2 separate regions of the Urocitellus parryii genome follow, and region 2 is linked to region 1. The links are chromatin contacts, called in public Hi-C maps. All regions are on one chromosome and are shown on one strand. Each heading gives the region's core, a stretch centred on a gene start, on an enhancer-like site or on the middle of the called end of the contact. The rest is flanking DNA. Distances are from core to core; before and after follow the strand shown.

What was found. Hi-C and Micro-C count contacts between places; a contact is called where the count stands out from the background.
Region 2: a Hi-C map of liver shows a contact between it and region 1, with 8 times the contacts expected there. The contact joins the promoter of Ifit5 here to the promoter of Ch25h in region 1. A contact is called at or near these places in 2 of 2 Hi-C or Micro-C datasets (liver and muscle).

What each region holds. Positions count from the first base shown.
Region 1 is chr5:173,904,701-173,910,081 of mUroPar1.hap1, reverse strand. It overlaps Ch25h (cholesterol 25-hydroxylase), which reads left to right and starts at 3,360. Exons shown (of 1, transcript XM_026397008.2): 1 at 3,360-4,208. The coding sequence starts at 3,360. The coding sequence ends at 4,208.
Region 2 is chr5:174,144,387-174,149,767 of mUroPar1.hap1, reverse strand. It overlaps Ifit5 (interferon induced protein with tetratricopeptide repeats 5), which reads right to left and starts at 2,767. Exons shown (of 2, transcript XM_026415229.2): 1 at 2,697-2,767. The coding sequence starts at 2,701.

The DNA of each region.
Region 1 (5,381 bases), core at 2,111-4,610:
TAGGTGAACAGACCCAAATTACATCAATTAACACTCTGAAAAAGAATGATTCTACTTTTTTAGCCTCAATTTTGAATGGATATCTTTAAAAATGTGCACTTGGTACCTTTTGAACATTGATTACATAGAAGATACAGTGTTTGCAGCTGAGGTTAAAGCTCAGTGGCAGAGTACTTGCTTAACATATATCAGGCCCTGATTCAGCATCCCCCGCCCCATACACAAAGATAAGATTGGCATTGTGAGGGAAAAGTCCTAGAAGATATATCCTGGGCTCTAAAAAGACCTGTTCCAGTAGCAAGCTATTAAATTTTTGTGCAAATAGAGAATGATTAAAGCTACAAGCTTGCCAAATTCAAGAGTGCTTTAGTCAGCCCTATAAATGTATCAGTTTTATTCTGGTCCATTACAACTAATTGCTTTTGATCACCTGACATATTATGCCTATTTTTTTCAGCATCCTTCACAACATGAGTAGACAGCTATTACAATTTTACCTGATCAATTTCCCTGAGATGATTGCTTCTGTATACTACACACAAACTTCTGTCCTGGTGGGCTGTATGTGCAGGCACAGCTGCTATGCTTCAAAGCGCCACAAGGTAAGGTGGGTGAGTTGGGACATAGCAGTCTGAAGCCCTGGCTTCCAGGTCTTGTTTTGGAGAGCTTAATATAATCTGCGCTTGTAGAGTATTTTATTAGGGACAGAGGACAGAACCACCAAAGCAGGAAAGGAATGGGATGGTTTGAGCTGGGGGCTCAAAGGAGATGTCCTGACAGCAAATTTAAAAGCTCAATTCAAATTAAGCAGACCTGCCAATGCCACCCATCTTAAAAAATCTGCAAGGGCATCTGAAGCATCCAAGCATGGTAGATGGGACTGCAAGAAAAGAACAAGGTGTGCTAAAAGGAAATTTGAGGGTAATTTTAGATGAGGATGTAATTCTGAGAAAGTGAGCGGTGGTAGTCCCTTTGGGGCACTGAAGGGCACAGGAATGAAGGAAAAAAAGGTTCTTCCTTTGAATTGCTGCATCAAGGGCAGGACCATGGAATGAAAAAAGAGAAAAGTTCCTAAATTGGCTTTGAAGTGAATGGGGAAGGGGTATATGGAGAAGGAGTCTATCAGCATTTAATTGGAAGAAATCCGGCAGCAGGGAGGCCAGAGGCCTGCCTTCAACTTGTTTTCTGCTACCATCTAGACCTCAGAACAGCATCAGAAAATCTGTCCTCATTCCTTTTTGTATTGGCTGTCAAGAAACTCAGAGCTGCTTCTGAGACTATCAATGGCAAAAAAATGCAAGCAGGATATAATAATAGTCTTAAGGGCACTTTGGACTTTAAAATAAAACAAAAGAACAAACTTTAAAAAAAAAAAAGGTTACTGAAGAGTCAGAGTCTACTGTCTAGGGGCTCTAGAGAATGGGTATCTAAGGACCACCATATTCCATCAGTAGAATTTCTGAGATATGTGCTTCTTGAAAGGTTTTGAATTATGAATTGATCTATTATAAATATATATGTCCTCTGTACAAAAATATATTAAAAGGCCTATTCTTTGTCATATGTATATATAAATTGTCTATATTATAGATCTAAGGCTCGTTTGTTGGTCTATATGTTCATACCACTTATTATTTGCTCATAACAAATGGCTTTATATATATTTATTTCTCTTTTTGTAATCTTACTTGATTTTAATTTCAAACATCTCAATTATTCTTTAGGTAAAATGTAGAGTACAAATTTAATATGTGTCTTATTTTGTGTGTTTACTGTATGTTAGCGCTGTGGTTTTGCTGCTATAAACCCACAAAAATAATATTGCCTACTTCTTGGAAGAGGGGGAGCCCAGCTCGTGAGGATTGAATGAACTCATTTCTAGTAAAACACTTAGCCAATGTCAAGCATCTAGTAGGCAAACGTTACATGGTAGACATTATTATTTTTCCATTAAACACTCACAATAGGCTGCAAAGATGACAGCTATTATTATTTCCCTTTCGGGCGGATAAGAAAATGCAAGCTTCGGCCCCAAACACATTGATAAAAGAAGGAAAAACTGGAATGGGGAGTGGTTTTTGTCCAAAAGTTCTATCCACTAGGGGTCCCTTGTGTCTGGAGTAAGTCACCTAAATTAAACGCGAAGGTTGGTTTCTATACTGTTCCCAGAGTCTCTCCAGAACTCTCCTAGTACCGACCTCCTGCTCAGTTCCTGGCCCTGAGACTCCAGTTGGTGGCTGAGAAACCCACGGGATAGAGACGAATCGGTAGTTTGCTTTCTGGGCGCGGAGTGATTTGGAGAAGGGAGATGCGGGGCTGCGGAAAAGTTGGTGCAGAGGATCCAGCCAATGGAAGAGCAGGGGAGGTAAGGGATCCTCTGTACTTTCCGCAGCCTTCCCGGGAAGCTTCAGGATCTCGCAAAGAATTCCCTTGCAAATCAAAGTAGGTGGTTCGCTTTTTCAATAACTTCTGCCCCATACTGAGATGCAATGGCATCTTAGCCCGATCTGTGCAGGCTCTGGGTGTTAAACCAAGCACCCCCCCCACCGCCTGCTCCCGCGCCTCCCAACGCAAGTGAAGGCTTGCAGTCGCAGCCCTCGCTCTAGACTGCTGTGCTTCCTGCTCCCGGTCCCTGGTCTTGGATGCGCTGGACGCGGCCCCACGAGTGTCTGCACTTGCGAGCTCAGAATCTTCCCGGCAAGTCTGCATACATACGGTGGGTTGAGCCGGGAGGGAAAGTTCCTTTCGGGAGTCGCTGGAATCAACGGAATTTCCCATCCCTCCACGTGTCCTATATGATATCCAGCGTCAGTTACCCGCGAACAGCCAAGAATTCGAGGTCCCCTCTACATAGCAATTCTTTTGCCTTTCGCTGCTGTGTAGACCGTTATAGAGCGAGCACACAGAAGACTCGGACGGCGCAAGGTACGACTCTTAAGTTTCCTTTTTCCTTTTTCTTTTAAAATGAAGTTATGCTTGCGTCTTGATGGAAACATATATGCAGTTTTATATATGCATTAAAAATACAAGTTGAGTGGCCAAAAATTCATGGAAACTCAACGCTGTAGATTAGATTTGTACATTATGTTGAGTGTAAGTTGCATGCCAATTGAAAAAAAAATGAATGAGAACACAATTCTTCATGCATATTAAAAGTTTCTGATTTACATGCATGTATAAAAGCCATTAGAGGCAGCTGTGCTTGGGTGTATTTGTAGCAACTAAGCATCTCTGCGGGTTCTTTATTCAAGTTCCGTGCAGCCTGGAAAAGAAGTGAAAAGGCTGCTGACATCACTGAGGGCGGGGCCGCCAGTCTTAAGAAAAGTCGCGCGGCTGCAGCTGCCAGGCACAGCTTCATCATGAGCTGCTACAACAACTCCGAACTCCAGGTGCTTTGCAGCTCCAGCCAGCTATTCCTGCAGCCCCTCTGGGACCGCCTGAAGACCTGGGAGGTCCTCATCCAGTCGCCCTTCTTCCCGGTCCTCTTCTCAGTCATCACCTATGTGGGCTTCTGCCTCCCCTTCGTGGTGCTGGACGTCCTGAACCCCTGGGTTCCATCTCTGCGCCGCTACAAGATTCATCCCGATTTTTCGCCGTCAGCCCGGCAATTGTTGCCCTGCCTGCGACAGACTCTCTACCAGCACGTGGTGTTCGTGTTCCCCTTAACGCTGCTACACTGGGCCCACAGCCCCAAGCTCCTGCCACCCGAAGCCCCCCAGCTGCTTGAGCTAGTGAGCCACATCGTGTTCTGCCTGTTGCTCTTCGACGCTGAATTCTTTGTGTGGCACGTGCTGCACCACAGAGTGCCCTGGCTGTACCGCACCTTTCACAAGGTGCACCACCAGAACTCGTCCTCGTTCGCTCTGGCCACGCAGTACATGAGCGTCTGGGAGTTGTTTTCCTTGGGCTTCTTTGACTTGGTGAACATCAAGCTCCTTAAGTGCCACCCGCTCACCGTCCTCATCTTCCATGTGGTCAACATCTGGCTGTCAGTGGAGGACCACTCAGGCTACGACTTTCCGTGGTCCACTCACAGACTAGTGCCTTTCGGGTGGTATGGAGGTGTGGCGCATCACGATCTGCATCACTCTCAGTTCAATTGCAACTTTGCCCCTTACTTCACACACTGGGACAAATTACTGGGTACCTTTCGCCCTGCACCTCTGCCAGCTTGGTGGAATTGTGGCTGTGGTGGGTGCCCGTCCTAACCGTGACTGCTCTGCATTTCACACTCGAATCAGAAGAAATATACCTGAGCTATTTTTTTTTTAAAAAAAAGACTTAACTTATTAACTGATGAAAACTGTTATAGACAAAATCTGATGTATTTTTGCAATCTGACAAAGTAATTTATATAATATATGTATATAATACAATTGTATTCTTGGTGTCAAATTCTAGCTCACTTCAATAACCTTGATTGCTGACATAAATTTAGACAGTTATCACAGGCATATTTAAAGCATCTCTAAAAGGATTTGTTTATGGAACAAGGACTTATGCTTAAAAGTGTCTTAGAATTGGGATAAAGTTGCATCTTTATGGAGTATCTAAATTATGACTCTATTCATAAACATGTACCTGCTGGACAGTGACTTAAGATTATAATACTTTTTTGTATTTTTAATAGAATTGTATATTTATATTGAAAGAAATGTCATTTGTGCTTAAAAAGTGAGAAAGAAATAAGTAAATCAAATAAGTACTGGCTTCTGTTTCACTGACATTTTGATGAAAAATAACTAAACAGGGAAGGGAGAGCTGGGATGACTAATGCTTCAGAGCATTAGAGAGGAACCTGGTGTGGGGGGCTGTTTTGTGGGGAAGGGGGTTAGAAGAAAGAAGGAAGTAGGAGAAGGGGGCTCTCTGTTTTGATCTAGATATTTCACAGAAAGAAAAACACTCATTCTGAATATTTTCCAGGAAATTTCTGCACAGCAGGCAAACAATACAATTACTCTATAAAGTTTTACAGAGCAATTAACACTGGGCAATCATTGATTTATTTCAAGTTGGGTGTGTAGAAGGACTTACAGCATTAGAAGAGTGCTTTTCTTTGCAAAATTGGTAGTGTATTACATTCATTAGAGTAGCTGATCCATCCAACAAGGGATTTTGAGTAAGCCCTTCTTTTCAGGAACCCATCCTTAGCTAGTGCATTGCTATAATAATCATCAAAACATTGCCTGTGCAATCTGAAATTTTTGCATTTTCCTTTTATTAGATTAAGGCAGACTGCAAAACCAGAGCTCTGTCTTAAAAAAAGATCCTTGAGATCTTTGGTTTCTCATCTGTAAAAAGGAGATGGTGTTCCAGATGTTCTAGCAGATTACTTGTGTTAACAAATGTCCCTGTTTCTGGTCACATACCTGTCACCAATC
Region 2 (5,381 bases), core at 1,518-4,017, 240 kb before region 1:
AGTAAAGAAGTGTAACTTCTGGTGGAGGGAGACTATATATTTTCCTAGTTTAAATCACAGCTATCTTTCCTTTGGGATGGGCAAAGATCTGTTATGCCTGTTTGTACTCTTGGCCCCCTATGATCCATTCTCTAAATCAGCACCAATAAACTTTTGAAAAGGCAGGAAACTAAATTATGTTTCTTCTGCTTAAATAAGCCCAATTTTTAATCTCCCTTAATCTAAGGGCTTCCCTTAGATATTAATATAGCCCTTGCTATGTTCTACAAGCCCCTAAAGGAGCTGGCCTTATCCATCTATCCAACCTACTTCCTTACTTCTCCCCCCTTTTCACTGTTTTTTAGATGAACTGACCTTCTTCCAGTCTTGGGCACAGAAGTTTCAGGGCTTTATCACCTATTGTTCTTATTATACCTGATATGTTCTGCTTCCAAATCTTCACATGACCAGCTTTTCTGTAACTCAGCACAAATATTCCCTACCCAAGAGGCTGCCTGTGACAGAGCTATCTAAAAATTGCCCCTTCCAATTTAGTTCACTCTCTATTCTATTGTTTTATTTTCCTTATAGCCCTTATCTTGAATTATGTTATTTACTTACTTATCAGCTGTTTGTCCATTTCTTCCATTAAAATATAAATCCCCTGAGAGTAAGTACTTTGTGTTGTTTTATTTTTTTCACCTCTGTGTATACCAGGCACATAACAGAAGCTCAATAAATATTTGTTGAATGAATGAATCCACTTATATACTGTCAGCTCCTAGTGTGTCCAGCACAAGTTTAGCATAAAAAGCACCTAAAGTTCAAATGAGGGAATTCTTGCCAGTTCCACCCTTCCAAATGATGGCTCCAAACTCCTCCCATTTCAGTGGTCTCTGTCCCACTTGTTTTATATCCTTGCTTGCTTTCTAGCTCTATGTTTGGGTTTGAGAATAGATCTTGGACTACTGCATTTGACCCAGAGAGTCAGACTGGGAAACCTGTAAAGACTGCACCTTGGAAATTGTTCCTTCTCTGGTGTAATTACACTAAAAGCATGACAAGATGCACCATGTCCTTACAGCACAACCAAATTCATGACAATGTGGCCTTACTAGTCTTCTGCCCATCGTAGAGTCAAATAAACACTTGCCTTTGTTCATAAGATCTCAATCAGTCCCACCAAGGAAGAGATATTAGGAATGCAGCTGTGAGATCTCAAAAGGGACACTGAGACACTAAAGTGCTTTGCTCAGATGGTGGGGAACTGATGCTCAATTGGACACCATGAGAAGTTCTACTGTTCAAACTTCATCTGGTTAATTTTATGGGTGTGGGGTATGCAGGCATTGAACTCAGGGGCACTTGACCACTGAGCCACATCCCCAACCCTATTTTGCTTAGCAGCTGCTTTTTGCTGAGGCTGGCTTTGAACTCTTGATCCTCTGGGATTGCAGGCGTGTGCCACCCTCTGGTTAATTTTTTAACTTTGATTCTGGAAAACTGGTAGAGAGGCTATGAGACCTGATAAACCAATTTGACTTTAGGTAAATTTTGTCGTTGGGAGACATCGACCACAGTGGGGCCAACCCTCTTCCAGTCCATCCCGCACAAAATGCAATGCATACCATTTTCCTAGTTGTTTCTTTCTTTTTAATATTTATTTTTAATTACAGGTGGACACAAGATCTTTATTTTATTTTTATGTGGTGCTGAGGATCGAACCCAGTGCCTCACGCCTCACGCATGGTAGGTGAGCCCTCTATCACTGAGCCACAACCCCAGCCCTTCCTGGTAGTTTCTTCAAGCCCTTTTCTGATTACCTCTTCCTTTCTTACAAATGTTAGAAGTGAGGCACTTAAACTTTTTTTTTCCTAACTTGTTATAACGACAATAATTATGGTAACACTTAACATTTATTGTGCAACTATTATGTGCTAAGCAATTAACCCTTTCCACAGACCCCAGAGCTGGATGCCACTAATGTTTATAGTTAAAACAAACTTGTAGCGCTTTAGACAACGGATTGGATGGAACACGAACAATCCGTCCGTGGTACCAGGATAGCGCCAAGAAAGGGTAGCATTCAAGAGCCGGATAACGGAAAGGCAAAAGGTAGTGGAAGCAAACGTGACGCCTGGAGGCTGCGGCGAAACCGCGAGTGCCACGCGGAGGGCACGGCAGCTGGAAGGCGGCCTGGGAAGGTGACCAGCGCCACGCAGCCGCCGCCTGGCACGGCCCCGGGGGCTTCCCGGGCAGGAAAGGAGGGCTCTGTGGGCGCTGACGAGCGGGGGCGACGGCCGCCGGCGCCGCACCGCCTCAACGGCGGCGGCTGAGAAGAGCGCGGGAGGAAACCGGCGTCTCCTGGCCACCCTCCGCGACGGTCCCGACCGCAGACCCCGGCAAGGGACGGGCTCCCGGGGACCGTCGCCCTGCCCTCCGCCCTGCCCGGGCCGCTTTCAGAGCCCGCGGGAGGAGGTCGGGACTCCCGGGCAGCGTCCTTTTGGCCATCTCCGCGGCCCGCCGGACTTCGGACGCCGCCTGCCGGGACGGGACTCCGGGGAGCGTCCCAAACACAGACGCCCGGCTGCCCCGCGAGGGGGGCGCGTCCCCTGGAAGGGCCCCAGCGCTGCCCTGGGAACGAACACGAGAGCGACAACGGTTTCCAACCCAGGCGGACGCAGCACTTGAGAGAAGCTAGGCGGGGAAGCCCTTACCTCATGGCGGCGGGGCTCTGCGGGCCGTCCTGGGCGGCGGTGCCCTCGGGCTCGCTCCACAGCACCCGGCGCCTCGGCTGTCGCGGCGGGCGGACCGGAGGCGAGTGCGCGTGCGCGCGCTTCCCGCCTGGCGTGGGCAGCGCGGGGACTCGGCCGCGCGCAGGTCTTTGTTCAAGGCTGGACCCGAACGGGAAAAGAAAACTGGAAACCGAATCTGATCCCCCTGGGCGCCGAGACCGGCTCCAGAAACCGAAACTTAACGCGAGCGCGGACCAGCCGCGGCAAAACCTTTGCTGAGCGCAGGGTCGTTCTGAGTTGGGTTTGCAGCAGGGCCTCTGACCTGCTGCATTTCATGTGCCTCTCGGTTAACTGTCCAATTTTTGTCTATCATTATTTTAAGCAAAAGCATCAGGAGGTTGTTCAGCGTTATTTTTGTTGCAATTGTGGTAACGATGCTCTCTCCAGCTCTCTACCATCTAAGTGAATCTGAAGTCTCTGCTTCCGGTCCTGTCTTTTGATACCACCAGCCACACTGCAGCGCTGTACACCGCTGTTCTTACTTGGTATATTTAAAACAGGAAAAGTTTGTTGTCAAAATGCATATACATTTTAGGCTTTACAAAGAGGTGTACATTTCCACGCACAGTTGTATGAGTGTTATACTTCTGTGCCCTTGCTGCGGCGCTTTGTGCAATAAGGTCCCAATGAAGATAAGGGGTGGGGGTTGAATTGGGGACCTAAGCAGAAAGTGTCAAATTTCCATACATTAAGATTTCTGTGCTCATTGGATTCAGATGTTCGTTCATTGAACAGATTTTATTGAACAACTCCTAAGAGCCAGACTTGGTTCAAAGTACTGTCAACATAGCAATAAATAAAACAGATGAGGCCCATACCTTCATGGAGTTCGTTTCTGGTGTGGGGTGATAAAGACAATAAGCAAAACCTATTAAATGCTGGTACTATGGGGAAGAGTCGAGCAAAGAGAGGGTTGGGGGTGTAGATTGTTTTATAAATATGGGGGTAATCGAAGGTTTCACTGAGAAGATGGTCATTGCACAAAGATCTGAAGGGGATGAAGGAGTGAGCACTGTGGATATGAGACTGGAGAAAAGCATTCCAGGTAGATAAAAAGGTAGGTGCAAAGGCCCTCAGGGGGGAATATACTTGGCAAACATGAACTTTGTGGTCAGAAATTAGGTGGGAGAGAACATGGGCGTGGTAGGCCTGTAAGTTAGAGTACTGCTTACCTGAAGTCTGAAACCAAATTTTAGAAAATGTACTCACAGATTTATTTTGCATTGAAAAATAAACCCAGAATTTCCATCTTGCCAAGATTATAGAAAAGTTTGATAAAGCTCTGATGTTTGAAAAGTTTTCCCATACACCCGTCATTTTCTTCCCCTTATGTGTTCCTACTTCTTCTCCTTCCCTTTTCTTAGCTGTGTATGGGCTAAGAAATAGTTTTTGTTTATAGAAGTTTAAATGACCATAACTAACATCAGTGGTTAAAAAAAAGTCAAAGGGAAAAATTCTCGGATATCTACTTACATTGTTTAGAAAAACACAAATCATCTGTAAAAAGTGTTAAAGGACTACATTTTCAGGACTGAAAAAAAAAGACCTGGCTGTTGAGGGAGTGTGTTGAACATGCTGAAATTACTACATGGAGTTTGAATACCAATCTTTTTTAAACAGACTGTTGAACTGAGCAAATCTTGAGAGAATCAATAATTCATTGTCTTTTGAACATTATGTTTATCAACATGTAAAATACAACAACTGGAGAAAAGGGGAACAGAAAATTAAACACAACTGTTGTAAAACCTGCTTGGGAAACAAACATAATAGGGATTCCCAAAGTAGTCCTTCAGAATAAACACTGACTGTCAATAACTTCCAAGAAGTAGATGAAGTCAGACTTTCTCAAACTTGGCACTAGTAACATTTGGGCTGGATAATTCTTTGTTGTGGGAAGCTGTCCAGTACATTCTAGGCTCTTTAAGCAGCATTCTTGTGTTCATCCACTAGATGGCAGAAGTACCCCACAATTGTGATTCCTGCCCCCCCCCCCCCCCCAAAGCAACAACAACAAAACCCTTCTGACCTTGTCAAAGCCCTCTGGGAAGCAAAATCCTCACCTCTCACTACCCCCACCCCACCAGGGTTGAGAATCCCTGCTGTAAATAATACCATCATTTGTATTTCTAATTAAAAATAATTATACCTCCTGCAAGTGATCTGAGGCAGACTTCAGGTCAGAGAGGAAAAATGAATACAGATCAAGAGATGTTGGGCGTATATTGATATTTAGGAGGAAGAGGCCTGAGTAAAAGTGGAGGTTTCAAGGAGTATGTCCTTTAGCATGGAACTTCAGGATGGAAGTGGTTGCCATCACATTTGGTCTAGTTGGAGCAAGGCACATAGCTGTGGCCACAGGCTGATGATGGTGGTTATAGTTTGAATATGGTTTGTGAGTATGTCCCCAGTGTGGTGATGTTAACAGGTGGTGGAAGCTTCAAGAGGTAGTGCCTAGTGAGAGGTTGTAAAAATGACCCCTCTTCCCTCTCTGACTTCCTGTCTGGCTGTGTGATTGCTTCCTTATCTGTGCACTCCATCATATCATACACCATGACATGGTACAGTTTTTTTGGGGGGATGACCTTGTTAGAGCCTATGCTATAC